Linked DNA regions of Rattus norvegicus: all the other regions are linked to region 1. The links are chromatin contacts, called in public Hi-C maps. All regions are on one chromosome and are shown on one strand. The core of a region is the stretch at or near the end of the contact, and the rest is flanking DNA. Distances in the headings are between cores, read along the strand shown.

Evidence for each region. A called contact is a pair of places that touch in the nucleus more often than the background predicts.
Region 2: a contact with region 1 is called in a Hi-C map of Schwann cells, with 7 times the contacts expected there. The contact joins the promoter of Plekha6 here to the promoter of Snrpe in region 1. A contact is called at or near these places in 4 of 12 Hi-C or Micro-C datasets (Schwann cells, frontal cortex, liver and 1 more).
Region 3: a Hi-C map of liver shows a contact between it and region 1, with 3 times the contacts expected there. The contact joins the promoter of Kiss1 here to the promoter of Snrpe in region 1. A contact is called at or near these places in 8 of 12 Hi-C or Micro-C datasets (Schwann cells, frontal cortex, hepatocytes and 4 more).

The regions. Positions count from the first base shown.
Region 1 is chr13:47,606,736-47,611,744 of GRCr8, forward strand. It overlaps Snrpe (small nuclear ribonucleoprotein polypeptide E), which reads right to left and starts at 2,516. Exons shown (of 5, transcript NM_001271237.1): 1 at 2,448-2,516; 2 at 1,990-2,016; 3 at 1,178-1,240. The coding sequence starts at 2,501. LOC134481497 (a long non-coding RNA gene) reads left to right here and starts at 2,586. Exons shown (of 2, transcript XR_010057007.1): 1 at 2,586-2,726.
Region 2 is chr13:47,181,028-47,186,036 of GRCr8, forward strand. It overlaps Plekha6 (pleckstrin homology domain containing A6), which reads left to right and starts at 2,382. Exons shown (of 27, transcript NM_001427839.1): 1 at 2,382-2,784.
Region 3 is chr13:47,324,858-47,329,866 of GRCr8, forward strand. Kiss1 (KiSS-1 metastasis-suppressor) reads left to right here and starts at 2,302. Exons shown (of 3, transcript NM_001412625.1): 1 at 2,302-2,395. Golt1a (golgi transport 1A) reads left to right here. Exons shown (of 5, transcript NM_001109070.1): 5 at 1-318. The coding sequence ends at 18.

The DNA of each region.
Region 1 (5,009 bases), core at 1,266-3,765:
ACATGAATATGTATAAAACTCCTCTACCACCACTGTCAAAAAAAAAAAAAAAAAAAGTGAGGCTGAACATGGGTAACACATGTCTATAAACCTCAGGAGGCTGAGGTAGGATCAAAAGTTCAAGGCCTTACTGGGCTACACAGCAATCTCTTGCCTCCAAATTAACAATGGATAGTTCAGTGGTTAAGAACACTGGCTGCTCTTCCAGAGGACCCAGATTCAATTCCTGGCATCCACATGGCGGCTCACAATCTGTTGATAACGCCAGTTTCAGGGGATCTGGCACCCTCACACAAATAATGGCAGGCAGAACACCAACACACATAAAAATAAATAAAGCTTTAAAAAGAATTTTTTTTTTAAAGTTTCCACAATCTTAACATTGTAGAAGGTCAGACAAGAGGATTTGCATGTGTTAAGTCTCTCTTATAAGACTGCCTCACACAAAGAAACAACAGAGATTGGAGAGATGGTGCGGTGGTTAAGAGTCCTTGCTGCTCTTGCAAAGAACCCAGGTTTGGTTCCCAGCACCCACACGGAGGCTAAGAACCACCCATCTTCAGGTGAGCCGACAACTTCTGACTTGTTTGGGCACTAAACACACACAGGCAAAACACTCAGACAAATAAATCTAAAATAACAACAAAAACCTATTGAGATTGTAGCTGTGTGGTAGAGCAGGTGCTTGGTATCCACAAAACCCGGGTTTGATCCCTAGCACCAAACAAAAAGCTGAAGTCTCATCTAACCCTACCAGTTCTCTTCAGGGATTATCTAATCCAGAATCACCGTCCTCTAGCACTCCCCATCCCCCTCTCATTTTGATTTTTTTGTTCCTTCTCCTCACAAACTAAGCTCTTCTTAAAAGTTTAACTCTTTCTTCCCTTTAAGAAAAGTACTATCTGGGGTTGGGGATTTAGCTCAGAGGTAGAGCGCTTGCCTAGCAAGCACAAGGCCCTGGGTTCGGTCCCCAGCTCCGAAAAAAAGGAAAAAAAAAAAAGTACTATCTAACCCTATCAACCAAAGCAAGGAGAGGAGGCTAAATAAATAAAACTCAAGTTCTGAAGAGCTTTCTTGAGTTGGGTCCTTGACTCCTTGTATATATTGCTCTTTCTGGCCATCTTCTGAGATGTCTTTTTCTGATAACATCCAGAGGAAAAATAGCCTGGATACTCACAATAATACAACCCTCTATCCGCATATTCACTTGTTCATACAGCCACACCTGAATTCGAGATCTCTGAAATAAAAATAACGGTTTTAGAAACAGTAAACAGATCCCACCCCATTACTTTGACTCCACAATAAATGACTTACCTTAAAAATGCCAATGAATATAAGCCAAAAGTTAGAAATAGTTAGTCTACATCTAAGAGCTAGCAACTCTGGTGAATCTGCTGAGAAACATTTAACAAATGCTCCAACTGGGCTGTTCAAACAAATTTTCCTACTCTGAAAATTTATTTTTGCTTCTGGCATGAATACATTTACAGTTTAAACTGGTCACAGGACAGCACAAAGCAAATCTGACGATTAAAAATTACAATCGCTTAAAACTGTTTTTCATTTGTGTTGTAACACTCTAAAAATACCGTGAAAATCTCCCCAAAGAAGACCATTTGCCACTAGTTTCTTTGTATCTAACTCCCCCACCACCACACCCCCCACCTTTTTTGTGTCTTCTCTCCATTTTAAGTGCTACTAAGGAAAAAGCAATATACACCTGTCACTGCTAACTCCGATGACAAATTCTATGAAATCAATGATTTTGTTCTTGGAGAATAATGGTAACTGTGTGCATGCTTAAATTAGGCATGGACATACACCATTTTATTAATTAGCGCTTTCCCTGGGACCTTATCCTCAACTGTGGTGCCCCCAACCCTCAATTTTTAAGTCTAAGCACTAGGATCAGAGAAGTTGATACAAATAATCAAATAGGCCCAACCTTCATTTCAATAACAATAAGGAAACAAGTAACTTACGTACATTTTGCAAGTATCTGAAGATAAGGTTCTGTGTACCACAGCGATCAAGGAAAACATACAAACAGTAGTTACTCTGCTCCCAATCTTGTCTGACTCTCCAGCGCCCTAAGGCCAGGCCGGGCTACACACGCAAGCACTAGTGTCCATCTGCAGCAAGCACTCGGGATGCACTAGAAACTCGAAAGGCACTCCCTCCCCACCGGCCTCGTTTCTCAAAACTTCCTGATGACCCACATCCTCTTCTCCTATTCTGTCGACCCCACTTCCATTCCGTACCGCATGCCCGCCACAGTACACCCGAGCCCGCCTCCCGCGGCCCTTCAACTCCGCGCGCTTTCCGGCCTCCTCAGTACGCCCCGGGGCCTCACGGGAAGCGGCCCGTACCAGGTTGCCCTGTTCCCCGCCCACGCTCACAGCGCCTACGGACCCAAAGCCCAGAGTTCACGCCGCGGAGGATACGATGGGCTGCACCATCACCTTCTGCACCTTCTGGCCCTGGCCGCGGTACGCCATGGTGGAAGTCACAAAGACCACACGAATAGGAAGACCGCCTCAGCAAGCGACTTCCGGAAGCAAGACCTGGAAACGGAAGTGCCTGTAGTCGTCGGCGGGCCAGTGGCTAGGAAACGCCTCTCTAGCCACGGAGCCGCTTTTTCTCTATGCTTATAGCCTCCGCCGGCCGCCTTCCGAGTCCACCGCTCTTTGAAACCGAGGTCTGTCCTACAGCGCCACCTGGAGGTAGGCTGAAGGCGCTCAGGGCTTCGGCCAGGCGCCTGTACTGAGAGGTTTGCCTCTGCTTAGGTGCTATTCTGAGAATTGCTCTGGATTTTAGGTCTGGTGGCCTCCAGGCGGGCGGCATATTGTCCAAAACCATCTGCAGACTTCCCTTATTCGTTTTGGGCCCCAGAGCGTCTGGATTGTCATGCCCAAAGCAGTGATGTAGCTGTGGTTTGCTCAATAACAGATTCAACCCTCATCACCTTTATGGAGAGTTACTGTTGAGCTGGTAACCCAAGATGGCAATCCAACTGATTGGCTTGTTGGGCTCAAAATTCCTCTTAGTTGTGTGACCACTGATAATAAGTGACTAGGCCTCACCATCTCCATCCGGCAAGGGGTGTGTGTGTGTGTGAAGATTCAAGGAGGCAGTAGTGCACAAATATTCCTTGAACTGTACGGAATTTGCACTCACTGTAATCTCAGCTTGTGGAAGGCTCAAGCAAGAGTATTAGCTTAAGGCCGTCTGCTAAATAGTACATTCCAGATCTGTCTAAGCTACATGAGGCCTTGTTTCAAAAGTTGGAAATGTAAGTCAATAAATAAATAAATAAATAAATAAATAAATAAATAAATGCATTTAATACAAATACCTACGATCCAGGGGAGATGATTCAGTAGGTGGGACATGAGGTCAGTCACCAACACCTACACAAAATGACGTGCCTGTAATTCCAGCACTGGGATTGCAGAGACAGGAGGACACCTGGGCGTGATGGCCAACTCCTCTAGCTCCATCGTCAAGTTCAATGAGAGTCCCTGACTCAAAGGATATGATGAGGAGTGGCTCAGAAGGACACTTGATGACATCCTTCAGACTCCACATGCAGATGTGCATATACACAGACATGCACACATAAAATGGGGGAAAATGTCTATGCCTAGCCTACTCGACACCAACACCACAAATCAGCCTTTCTCGAAGCTGCAGCTGCCCCCACCTCACCAGAAAGTATCTGGAGCAGCTTACCAGGGAAAGGATCAAAATTTGAAATGCAAAGTCTTGAGTTTTATGGAATTCATATTGCTTTCGCACCATCTTTAGGATGAAGAATTGTAAGTCAGGAGCCATCCGGATGTGTGTGTATGTTAAAGCCTGGTCTCTGTTAGAGACCCCCACCCCATAACGCAACTAGCAAGAAAAGGGACTGATTAAATGTCCCTACATTAGTAGGCAAGCCTACTCAGTTTTCTGTTATGACGGGGCTTCTGGCCTGGTTCAAACATTATCTAATATTTTATAATGTTTGATATTTAGCATTTATTTAAATATTCTCTTTCTGATAAGGAAGCTCAGACTTGAAAGGCTTTTGGATGGTATATAAGGGGGCTGGCACTTTAAAAGATAACACTTAAGTCAAACAACAGAACCTAAGGTCTTCTTCAGATGAGAATAACAGGAACTCCAATCTTAGAAAAGTATTATGATGAAAGCTTTCATTTTTTATTTTTTAAAGACAGGGTCTCATTTTGTAGCCATGGCTGTCCTGGAACTTGCTACAGCGTAGACCAGGCTGGCCTGAACTCACAAAGATCCACCTTCCTCTCCCGCCAGAGTGCTGAGTCAAAAGGCATGTGCCACCACACCTGGATAAAAGCTATTTTTAAGCTACAAAAAGAAACTTAATTGACCCGTCCAGCGGGTCCAGTTATTCAGGGTTCCGAAGGGGCGCTACCCTTGGGCCAATGGGGGGCGAGAGAAGAAAGAGACCAAGCAAGATTCCATTGTCAAGGTCTCATTTATTGGGATGAACGTTACAGCGTTTAAGGCTTTCAGGTAGGGGGAGTGACCTTTGTGAAACACGAAGGATGGAGGGGAGACGAGGGTATAGGCAGTGATAGCTGGAGGCAAAGAGGTCAGGCGGTAGACGATGAGGTCAGGCAGTGGAGACACCGGGTGTTGACTCAGGAGATAACTGATATTTGCTTGGGCTGAAGCATCCCGTGGATGTTATCTTCCTGTGCCGTAAATTCATGGGAGAGGCTTTTGTCCCACAATCTCGAGGCTTTATGACAGTCATCTTAGAGGAGTATGTGTGGCCATGCAGCCAAGAGTCACGTAGCTACTTTGAGCTATACAGTCACAAAACGGCCAGGCCCAAATCCAATACGGCTCCCTACACTTAATTTTTTTTTTACATGGGGGAATTGAAATTATGTCTTTAAAAAGAACATATCACACTCCAAACGTAAGCAATCTACTGCCCTCAGAGGCAGCCTGGAAAGAGCCCACATAGACCCACT
Region 2 (5,009 bases), core at 1,132-3,631, 430 kb before region 1:
TCAAGTGCCCAGTTCAGAGGCGCTGTATTAGTCAGGGGTAGAGCTGAGTCTGGAACCCAAGTCTTTTGACAACTTCACTATCAGGCCCCTCCATGATTCCTAGGTAATGTGTTCTGGGTGAAGGAGCAGGGGCAAGGCCTCTAGGGGAAAGGTGGGCCCCAGGGGGCAGCTAATCCACCAGTTTAGTGACCACCAGGGCCAGTGGGGAGTGTAGAGTGGTGACCATCTTTGAAGGTGTGAGTGAGGGGGATGAGGTTGGACCTGGAATGGGAAGACAGGACCACAGAGGCGCTTTCTCTGGGGATCCTTGTTCCTCAGGCCTCCTCCTCAGCCTCTCTCAGAGCAGTTTGCTTCTCGGCTGGGCTAACAGAGGAAAAGATTTAGACTTGGCAGGGAATACTTGCTTTCTCAGCTCTGCCATCTCCATCCTGCCAGCCCCAGAAGCCCTCTTACAGCTCCCATTTTGCTCCCCAGCAGGAAGGCACTGTGCCCAGCCCAATCATCCCTTTGGCTTCTCATACCCCCTGGAGCCCCAGTATCCTCTGGAAGCAGCCACCCTTCTGGCTCAAGCTTCTGGGTGAGCCAGAGTCTTGTCTGGAGCGCTCACTCTCTGTCTGCCAAAGAGGAAACCCGCCCAGCAGGCCTGTCTGTTGGCTGCCCTCTCCACCTGCCTAAGGACTGTGTGGCATTTCAGTTGGGGTCTTCGTCCCCTTCCAGTCCTCTCTTGTATACTGGGATCTCTCTTAACCAACCGCACTTTGCTCCATCAACTTCTCAAGGCCAGAGACCCCCCCCAAGAGTCCCTCATTTCTGGCTGCCTAGATGCTGACTGGGCCCCACCTGTACCAGGCAACCTTGCCAAGTCCTGGAGAGCTGGGTAGGTGAACTGGGCCTGGCACTGGGCCCTTACTCACAACTTCCCTGCCCCTTTAGCTGAGAGGCTTTCCCAGAGAGTCATTGAGGACCAGCCTGGCAGCTCATCTTGCTGAGGGGAAGAGAGGGGAAACCCTCCCAAGGGAGCAGCTAAGCCACAATGTGCTCACCTGCCCTGAGCAGGCATGAGAAGGCTTGTCCCTTAGGTACCTCCTCAGGCTCTTGACTTTACTCTGTCAGGTCTCCCCCATATCTCCCCACTCCTAATCTATCTCTTCCTGGGTGCTGGGGGGTCGGGCGCTGTTCTTTTGTGCCTTCTAAAACAGATTCGTTTTTTAAAGAAAGTGCTCCAGGTGACAAAAAAATGATGCTCACTCAGGGATGCTCACACAGGATGCTCACCCAGGGATGCTCACACACCATGGTGAGACTCAGAGTGGGGACCGGTTGCTTTTCTGCTTTGCTCTTTTTTCTTTTGCCACAAGACCTCATGTAGCTCAAACTGGCCTCGAACTCATTGAGTAGTCATGAATAGCTTTAAACTTCTGATCTTCTTGTCTACACCATATTTTATGGGGTGCTTGTTTGCAAACCCCTAAGGCTTCATTTCCTGTGTCCTGGACAAGCACTCAACTGAGCCAACATCTTCTGCCTAGGATGCTTTTGTTTAAAAAAAAAAATCAAGACAGTTTATTTATAGATAACAATAGAATTATCAAGTGGGTGGGGCCTTGCAGGTATTCATCCATTCCTGCTTTTTGGAATGTTTCTATGTTCAGAAGTGGCCTCAATAGCATGGTCTCCAGCTCTGGGTCCAAGGTGTGGCAGAGACAAAACCCCTGGAAGTTAAAGGCAAATCCTTCCCACTCCTTTCAGATCCTGGCCATAAAACCAAGGTTCCATTCATCCACTGTCACCTAGTTTCCCAGAGAGATGTGAAAAGAAAGAAACTGAGGCACAGTGGAGGAGAGAGATGGGGAAAGCCCCTGACAATATTTGCAGCAGAAACAGGGCTATAACCTTATTGTTTAAAGTTCCCTGCTCCTGCCCATCAGTACTGAAGAGCACAGGTTCCGGGCTTGGCTAACACCCTCAGACTGGTCACTGGAGACCAGTCTGGGTTGAAGACTATGAGATCCTGTTTTGTTTTGTTTCTTGTTTGTTTGTTTTTGTTTTTGTTTTAAATGGATCCCAGATCTCCCAACGTTTTCCTTTAAATTCATTGTGTTGAGAGATATGGAAGTATTAGGATTCCAGCAAAGCCCTCCTGATACCCAGAAATGGTCTCTCTGTTTGGGGATAGTCACAGAGCTGAAAAGCCACCACTAGGCAGACTGGGTGTATGAGGTCCCACCATCCTGCCAAGCCCAGGGGCAAAAGCGTTCTGCAGTCTCCTGTGGTAAGCCTCTGGAAACGCGGCTAATCCATATGTAGGCCCAGATGCCCTCTGGGGGGCAGCCTTGTCCTGTCTGTGGGGCGGCTGGGGAGGCTGTGCCCACCAACCCCTTCTCTTCGGGGAGGGTTGCAAGGGTGGTTAGCAGCTTGTCACTGGTGTGGATGGAGTTAAACCTTTCAGGGGACTATTTACTCCTGATCCTAAGTGACAGCTTGGGGAGGGAGAGTCACGTGGTCTGAAATCCCCACGGGAGCCGATGGAGCATGCCCAGCTGCTTCTGCCTGGGAAAGGTGCTGGATCCTGCAGTAACCACAACAGCATCCTCTCCCCGGAGCCAGGGATCTGCCAGCGAGAAGATGACTGATTAGATCAGATTAGATCCAGAGCCGCGCTCTTCCGAAGGGGTCCCCAGGGGTGGGGGAGGAGGACCCCAGCTGGTGCGAGCTGGGGGAAGGGTGCCTCCGAAATCGCGCTTAGCGCTCTCAGCGCGGGATCACACCTCCAAGGCCCAGCCGGTGAGTCCGTTTAGGTGCACCAGACCTAAGAGGTGGGAGAAAGAAGGCTGGGCTGGGGCAGAGCTGGCAGCCGGTGTTGGCCGCAAAGGCCAGGGTTGTGTGCACTGCAGTGAACTGCCTTCTTCATCCTCAGCCTTGGCAGCCTTACTTAGGGATCATGGATGCTGAGAATGCTAATTATAGCCTTTCTGTGACCTCACCCCTCCAGAATCCCTAAGGAAGGGCCGGCACCACATGAATTGATTAGATTTGAATTGCGTCCCCGGGTGAAGGCAGCTTTGGGACTGCCAACCTCCAAGGTGCAGCCCCACCCTATCTTAATTTTGTAGGAAAGAGAGATGGAAGGGTTCAGGGGTCAGGTTCAGGTCGCTGGAGGCTCTCCTTCCTCAGTGGAAGGGATCAGAGGCTCTTGGTTTCTTAGGGGGTGTCTGCGGCTCAGTGGGTAGCTGCTAAAGGGCATGTGGACAGGGGCGGTGATGGAACATGCCGTGTTGGTGATGAAAAAGCAAATTGCTGCTGTTTAAAGCCCTAGGACTGGGCTATTGTGTGAGGAGTCTAGGGTTGAAGTGGCCAGAGAGATACGCAAGGGGGGAGGGCGGAGGAAGGTGAGGAAGGAGGGGGGGGGAGGGAAAGGCTGTTACTGGGAGATGCCCTTTTGGGACTGCAAACCAGTCTGGCTAGAGAGTAAGAGATGGGAGACCCTGAATGCAGAGAGAGGCGGGTTAGAGCGTGGTGGGAGGAGGGGAAGGGGCGGGAGAGAAAGAAGGACACGTCCCTAGTAAGTGTCCCAAGAGGTGTAGCCTTTAGGACTGGGCAGCTCATCTCAAGTCCCTCAAGACCTCTCGCTCTCCATCTGGCATCTCCAGTGGCGCACTCAGCCGCCAGGTCTCCAGCATGCGTGGGCGGAGCCCTAGCTGGCACGCCTCTGCCAGAGCCCCTGTCCAGATGGCTGCGGGGCACTGCAGGTGCTGGCCCGGTCCTCCCATCCCGAGCCTCTGAATCATGTGGAAGTGGGGAGGATTCTACGGGTGCAACTCTCCAGCGGCAGCACCCACCTCTGGGCAGCTGCGGTTTAGCCTGGGCAAAAGTCGAGCCCATTCTGCTTGAGGGATGCGCCCGTGTCACAGTGCCTTGGTCGGCGGCCTGGGGTGGGGGTGGGGGTGGGGGTGGAGCAGCAGTGCTTCCAGAACGGTGGCAAGAGCAGCTTGGGCACCTGCACAGTTGCCTGGCTTTCCTTGCAGAAAAGAGCGGGGTCTGTGTCTCCGCACAACCACTCGACGAGTGCTGGGCTGCAGATAATGAATTATTAAAAGCCTTTGGTTTCCCCATTGGTGGCGAGGTGATAAACGTGTTAGCGCTGTATGTAATTAATCCTGGTGGCGTGCTGCGCGGGCTAGAGACAAAGGGGCCGCCCTCCCCTCAGTTCGGCTGCTTTTTCTTTTTCACAGGGAGGCTATGGTGCAGGACACATTACATAGATAATTACATTTAGTGTGTCTGCCCGGATGATTGAGTTGGATTCTTCCTGCTCGGTACAAATGAAGTAATTACTGAGGAAATCTAGGAGCCAGGCGCCTGCCCTAGCTGAGCTGCCGTCGTAACCCCCTTAATCTAGGCCCAGTGGCGCGCAGGGATGGGCTCAGCTGAGGTGCTCTCAGTTCCTAGGACTGACCTGGACTGCACCCCAGACATGAGTGAGGTGTCACTGGGCAGGCTGTGGCTGACGCTCCTGTTTCCTCACTGCCTGCACAGCAGCCCATTTGATGGTCGCTGGACATTTACTTGGCCCCAGGGGCAGGGCAAGGCAGGAGGAAGGTGGCTGGACTAGAGAGAGTTTGGCTTGCTGGATGAGGCCCAAGCAGGAGGTTGACATAGCTGGCTGAGCCAGCATGAGCTTTTCTCATGAAATGCTCTCAGACCCAGACTTCCTTTGGGAGTAAGTGGGGAGTAGGGAACTTGTGCATATGCCCACCAGGATCTACCATGTCAGGTAGACTCTTGCAGTGTGCGAGCCCTGATGTGCTTCCTAAAGTCTTTCAGAACCTGTCTCTACCTGACTCTTTCTAGTCCCTCTGAGGCCTAGGACTGCCTTCCTCAGGGAAATCCTGCAGACCCAGACTCCTTACCTCATAACAGCTTCCTGCATGGCGGGAACATTCTCCTGTCTGATTCAGACCCTCGATTCCACCCTTTGGTTCTGGTGCTTTGAAGCGTCACAAAACGTG
Region 3 (5,009 bases), core at 1,052-3,551, 280 kb before region 1:
TCCAGCTCAATGGTCTGAACTGCCCACCCCGGTGAGCTCCTTGAATTCGGATTGTTGGCGAGGGGGCTGGAAGGGGAACATGGGCTATCTTCACGAGACCCCTCCCCAGCATTGACTTCCTTCCCATCCGTCACACACGGCTGTCTCCAAGTCCAGAAGAAAGATGGAGCTGAGGGATGGATCTTAAACCCCCAAGTCACCTCAAGAGGCTGTCAGGAGCAGAGATCCCAGTCAATATACCCAGCTAGGGCTGGACGCAACATCCCCACCCTGACTTTATGCAGGAGAGTGAAGATTAAATCCCCAAGCTGTGAATGTAGCTGAGATTTGGAGTTGATGTCTGAGGCCCAGGGTATCCAGGGCAGGCTGCAACACCACCCTCAACCCCGATCCTACAAGATGTTACCAGAAGCTCTAAGCCAGATATAAGAAGACATATGTCCTTGGTATATTGTTCATGCTGGCATTGAACCCTAAAGTGTTTGTTGTGACTCTAAGCATTAGTGAACATTAGGCAACTATGAGAACTGGCCCCACATAGCATCAGGAGGAGTAGCCCAAACATGAGGTGGCCACTTCCCCACAGGACACAGCAGACAGAGCTGGTACAGAAACAGTCTTCTGCATGAGGGTGGGGGTAGGGGTGGGTGCAACTCAAAGAACCCAGCCTCACAGGAGCTGGTCTTCATTCTGGGGGAAGTCCCTCATCTCATGGTAAAACTTTTTTTTTTTGCTTTGTTTTTTTCTGAAGCAAGGTCTTGGGTTGGCCTGGAACTCATGGCCACCCTGCCTCGTGTCCTGGATGGTAGGATTATATGTACTATGTAATATGCTGGCTTAAAAGGAGTTTGTGGAGACCAAAGAAAGAACGTAGGCCAGGCTTTGGTGGCACACACTTTTAATCTCAACACTTAGGAAGCAGAATCTTCCTCTGAGTTCAAAGCCAGTCATCGAGCCCCTGTCTCAAATCAAATCTAATCTAATCGAATCGAATCGAATCAAATCGAATATGAACAAACAACGACAGCAGCAACCTTGAGGGAAGAAAGGAGGGAGGGAAGGAAAGAGCAGAGTCACTGTGAGCATCCACGGAACCCCTTCTTTTTATGCCTAGCAGTGGGGTAGCTGCAGTGTCTCTATCTATACATGATGGGGAGGCCTGCCCCCGCCCTTAAGGCACTGAGAGCTGCCCCATCTCCACATCTGCTTTCTTTTCAAAGCCAGCTCAGTAATAGCAAATGCAAAATAGAAAATAGCCATGCCCTCTCTCCACCTTCCTTCTGTATAATTATAATAATACTTTATTTTTGAGAGAGGATCTCACTATGTAGAACAGCCTGTCCGTAGATCAGAGCTCTGCCTGCCTATACCTCCCAAGGGCTGCGGTTGAAGGAATGCACCGCCATGCCTGCCACTTCTTGATTTGTGGAGACAAGATCTCACTCTGTTACCCATGCTGGTCTGGAACTCTCTGGGTAACCCAGGCTGGCCTAAAGTTACCATCCTTCTGTCTCAGCCAGCCAGGAGGTAGAACTTCATGTGTGGGCTGCTGTGACCAGCTTTGCCCCCTTCCTAACAACTGCTTATATAACTGTCCAGCACATCTGGCCATGTCACATATCACATGCTTGTCAACCTCTGTGCCATGCAGGTGCTCAGTAATTAGTGGGAAAGGGAGGGGAGGGGAGGAGAACCCTGGGTTCCACCCCCCCCCCGTCTTAGTTCACAGTCAAGGAGTCAATTCTGGTGGAGGCCAATCTGACCTGGCTTCTTTCTCTCAGAGAGGGCAGCATGTGGGCCTCAAGGATCCTCTAGGTCAGACTGTGCCTCGCTCCTCCTCCTCCAGCCTGTGTCGTCATCAAATTCACTTCAGAGTGTAAGTGTTTGTGTGAGAAAGAGTGTGTGTGCGTGAGTGTTTGTGTGAGAAAGAGTGTGTGTGTGTGTGTGTGTGTGTGTGTGTGTGTGTGTTGGCAGAGAAAGGCAAGTCATTTCACATATACACAATATACACACTCCTCAGATACTTTCTCTGCATTGTTTGGGGTACAATGAGTCTCCAGCTGCGAGGGAGGGGTGTCAAGAGGCTAGAGATGATGGGAGAGCCAGTGAGCTTATGAGAACAGCCTTGGATGGTTTCTGGGGGCGAGCAAGTCGCTGGCTCCAGACTTGAGAGCCAGGAGGCGGGGGCCAGAGGGAGGGAGTGGAGCCCTGAGGAGGGTCCGGGAGGGCAGAGGTGGGATTATGCTGGGATACGTCACCCATCCAGACTTCATAAAAGGGGCTGTGATCGGGCAGCCAGATAGAGGAAGCCCAGGAGCCAGAGGCTCCCCTCAGTGTGCTCCAACTACCCAAGTGGCTCTTCTCCCTCCGGCCCTCAAGCCAGGACCCAGCCAAGGTAGGCACACTGCCCACAGGATTTGGGACTGCCCTGACCCAGGGAGGATCTAGAGGAGCAGGCCTCTAACCCAAGGCCAGTTGAAGCATCAAGGGAGAAGGAGGCAAGGAAAGCAGGGATCCAGGAATGCAGTGATGAAGACGTTGTCTTGTGTCTTGTGTGTCGCTGGGTGTTCTCAGAGCCCACTTCTGCCGCGTAAGGAGTGGATGTTGTAAAGAGACTCTTTGTGGGAACTACCTGAAGGGAGCTTGGCAAGCCCTTTGGGTTCATGGGCTCACCACGGCTTGTCTGAGCCTTTCCCCCCAATATAAAACTAACTATATACATATATATGCTTTGAGCAACTTGCTAAGAACTGGGGGGGGGGGGGATACCGCTGGAAGGAGCCATCTTATGTCAAAAACCTTCTGATCACGCCTAGAATTTCTGTTGTTTACTAGATCTAAAAGCCCCTAGAGTGAAAGGAACCACCATGATTGTTCATGGCAGACCAGATAAACCTCTTCCGGTTTCTTACATACTGAAAGGGGGAGAGGGGGCGGGCATGTTCCTTTTTGTTTTCTAACATTTCAGTTCTCATGCACTGAGCGCTCTCTAGAATAGGCAACTGAGAGTTATTGGGGTCTGGGGTACATGTGGCATGTGTGTTACTTGTGGGATGTGTGTGGTATGTATGTGAGGTGTTTGTGCTTCGTATGTTATGACATTTGTTTATCATTTATTTTTTTCTGCGCATGTGTGTAAGCGCAGAGCACCCAGGGGAGTCAGAGGACAACTTTCTGGAGGTGGTTTTCTCCCTCCGCCATGTGGGTCCAAGGGGTTAAACTGAGATCGTCAAGCGCGGTAGCTAGCAAGCACATTTATCTGCTGAGCCATCATCTCACCATGTCGGGTCATTGTATGTAGTGTGTTCATATGTGGTACGTGTGTATACGTGGGGTAAGGGTGTGTCGTGAGCAGGCACAGTTCTCCCTTGGTACACTTGAAAAATGCTGTCCATGATAGTGCAGAGTACTAGAGGGATGAGAGGCAGAAGTCTGGATCACCAACCTCCCCACCTCCCCTCCCTCTCCTCCCCTCCCCTTCCTCCCTCTCCACCTCCCCTCCCCTTCCTCCCTCTCCACCTCCCCTCCCCTACCTCCCTCACCACCTTCTCTGTTTAGAGAAAACACGAGGTACCACTTACGGAGCACGCTGACACATTCCTGCCCTCCTCAGGCCCCGTTGGGGTATAACCTGGCATGGCTTCCTCTCCCTATAAAGCGCTAACTTTGTATCCAGCACCTCTATACCCAGCCCTGCCTGCCATCCTGGACCCCCTGGCGTCATCGGTCCTGCAGATCCCCTGAGGTGGCTTCTGAGAGCCCTCTTCATCTGGTGCATGCTGGGGTGCCAGCACCAGCCCGGACCCTCCCGTCAGACTCCCCAGCTGCCATCAGCTGTTAGCATGTGTCTGGTGTCATTTTGGAATGATCTATTTATACAAGCTGCCTGTGAGTCAACTAGACATGAGATCAGAGGGTCCCTGCACCCTCAGCACCTTGAGATCAGGGGGTCCCTGCACCCTCAGCACCCCAGCACCTACACAGTACTACTTGTATTGTCAGTACTTTCAGCAGTGACTTCCTAACCCTGGTCCTTGTGATCCAGACCGTCTACTGATTTTGGTTTCCACTGTATTTCTATTCAAGCCTCAGGGCATCTACAGAAAGTGCCTGGCTTTTGGAATGTCACAGAGTCATAGTCTGCTAGTCTTGGCAGCCATCTCATTGAGCAGCTGGGGGCCAGGCTAACCAATGGTGCCTGGAGATGGGTGTGGTCCGCTTATGTCTCGTGGGATGAGGCCAGAGCTGGAGCACTGAAACTCAGGATTCATGTGTGAGTCTGGAGTCAGGTGGCAGGGGTAGGACTGGGGACAAAGTGGCAAGATGCACGGTGCCGAGAGATCACGCCATCATGGCTCACAAGGATATCTGTCCTCACTCCTGTCCTTGAACAGAAGCCCTGGGTTCCGCCTGTTGTGCCTCCAGCCTCCCAGGGCACTTAATGCCATTTGTTGGACAGTTTCAAAGTGCTTGGTGACATTTTCAAAGGGAAATTGGACTTGGGAGCTGGAGACGTGGGGTGGAGTGGGGAGCAGGAGAGGAGAAAGGTGGAGTGGCCAGATGAGGGTCAGGCCACACAGCTCCTACCTCAGCAGTCAAACTGATGAGGCCAATTTAGTTCACAACCTCCCAGAGCCCACGAGAACAGAAGTGACTGACGGGCCAGAGGAGAGAAAGGCTTTCCCTGCCCTGAATTATAGGCAATAAGACAGTTTGATGATGGTCTCCCAGGCTGCGGAGGGCTTTGAGAATGTGCAAGATGATTGCCTCTTTCTTCCTTTTTCCCTGGAAGAGAGAAGAAACTGGGTTTCTATTATATCATGGGGACAGAGCTAGATTGAGGAAGATTGGGTGCTGCGTAGGAGAGCAGAGCACAGGACCCAGCACGGGGCTTGGTTCCAGGCTCCCAAGAGAATAGTTGAACCTCAGAGCACACTCCTGCCTGACCTTACCAACCTCCCCCTCCCTGACTACTCCTGTGCATGACATTTATTCTTCTTCAGCATCCC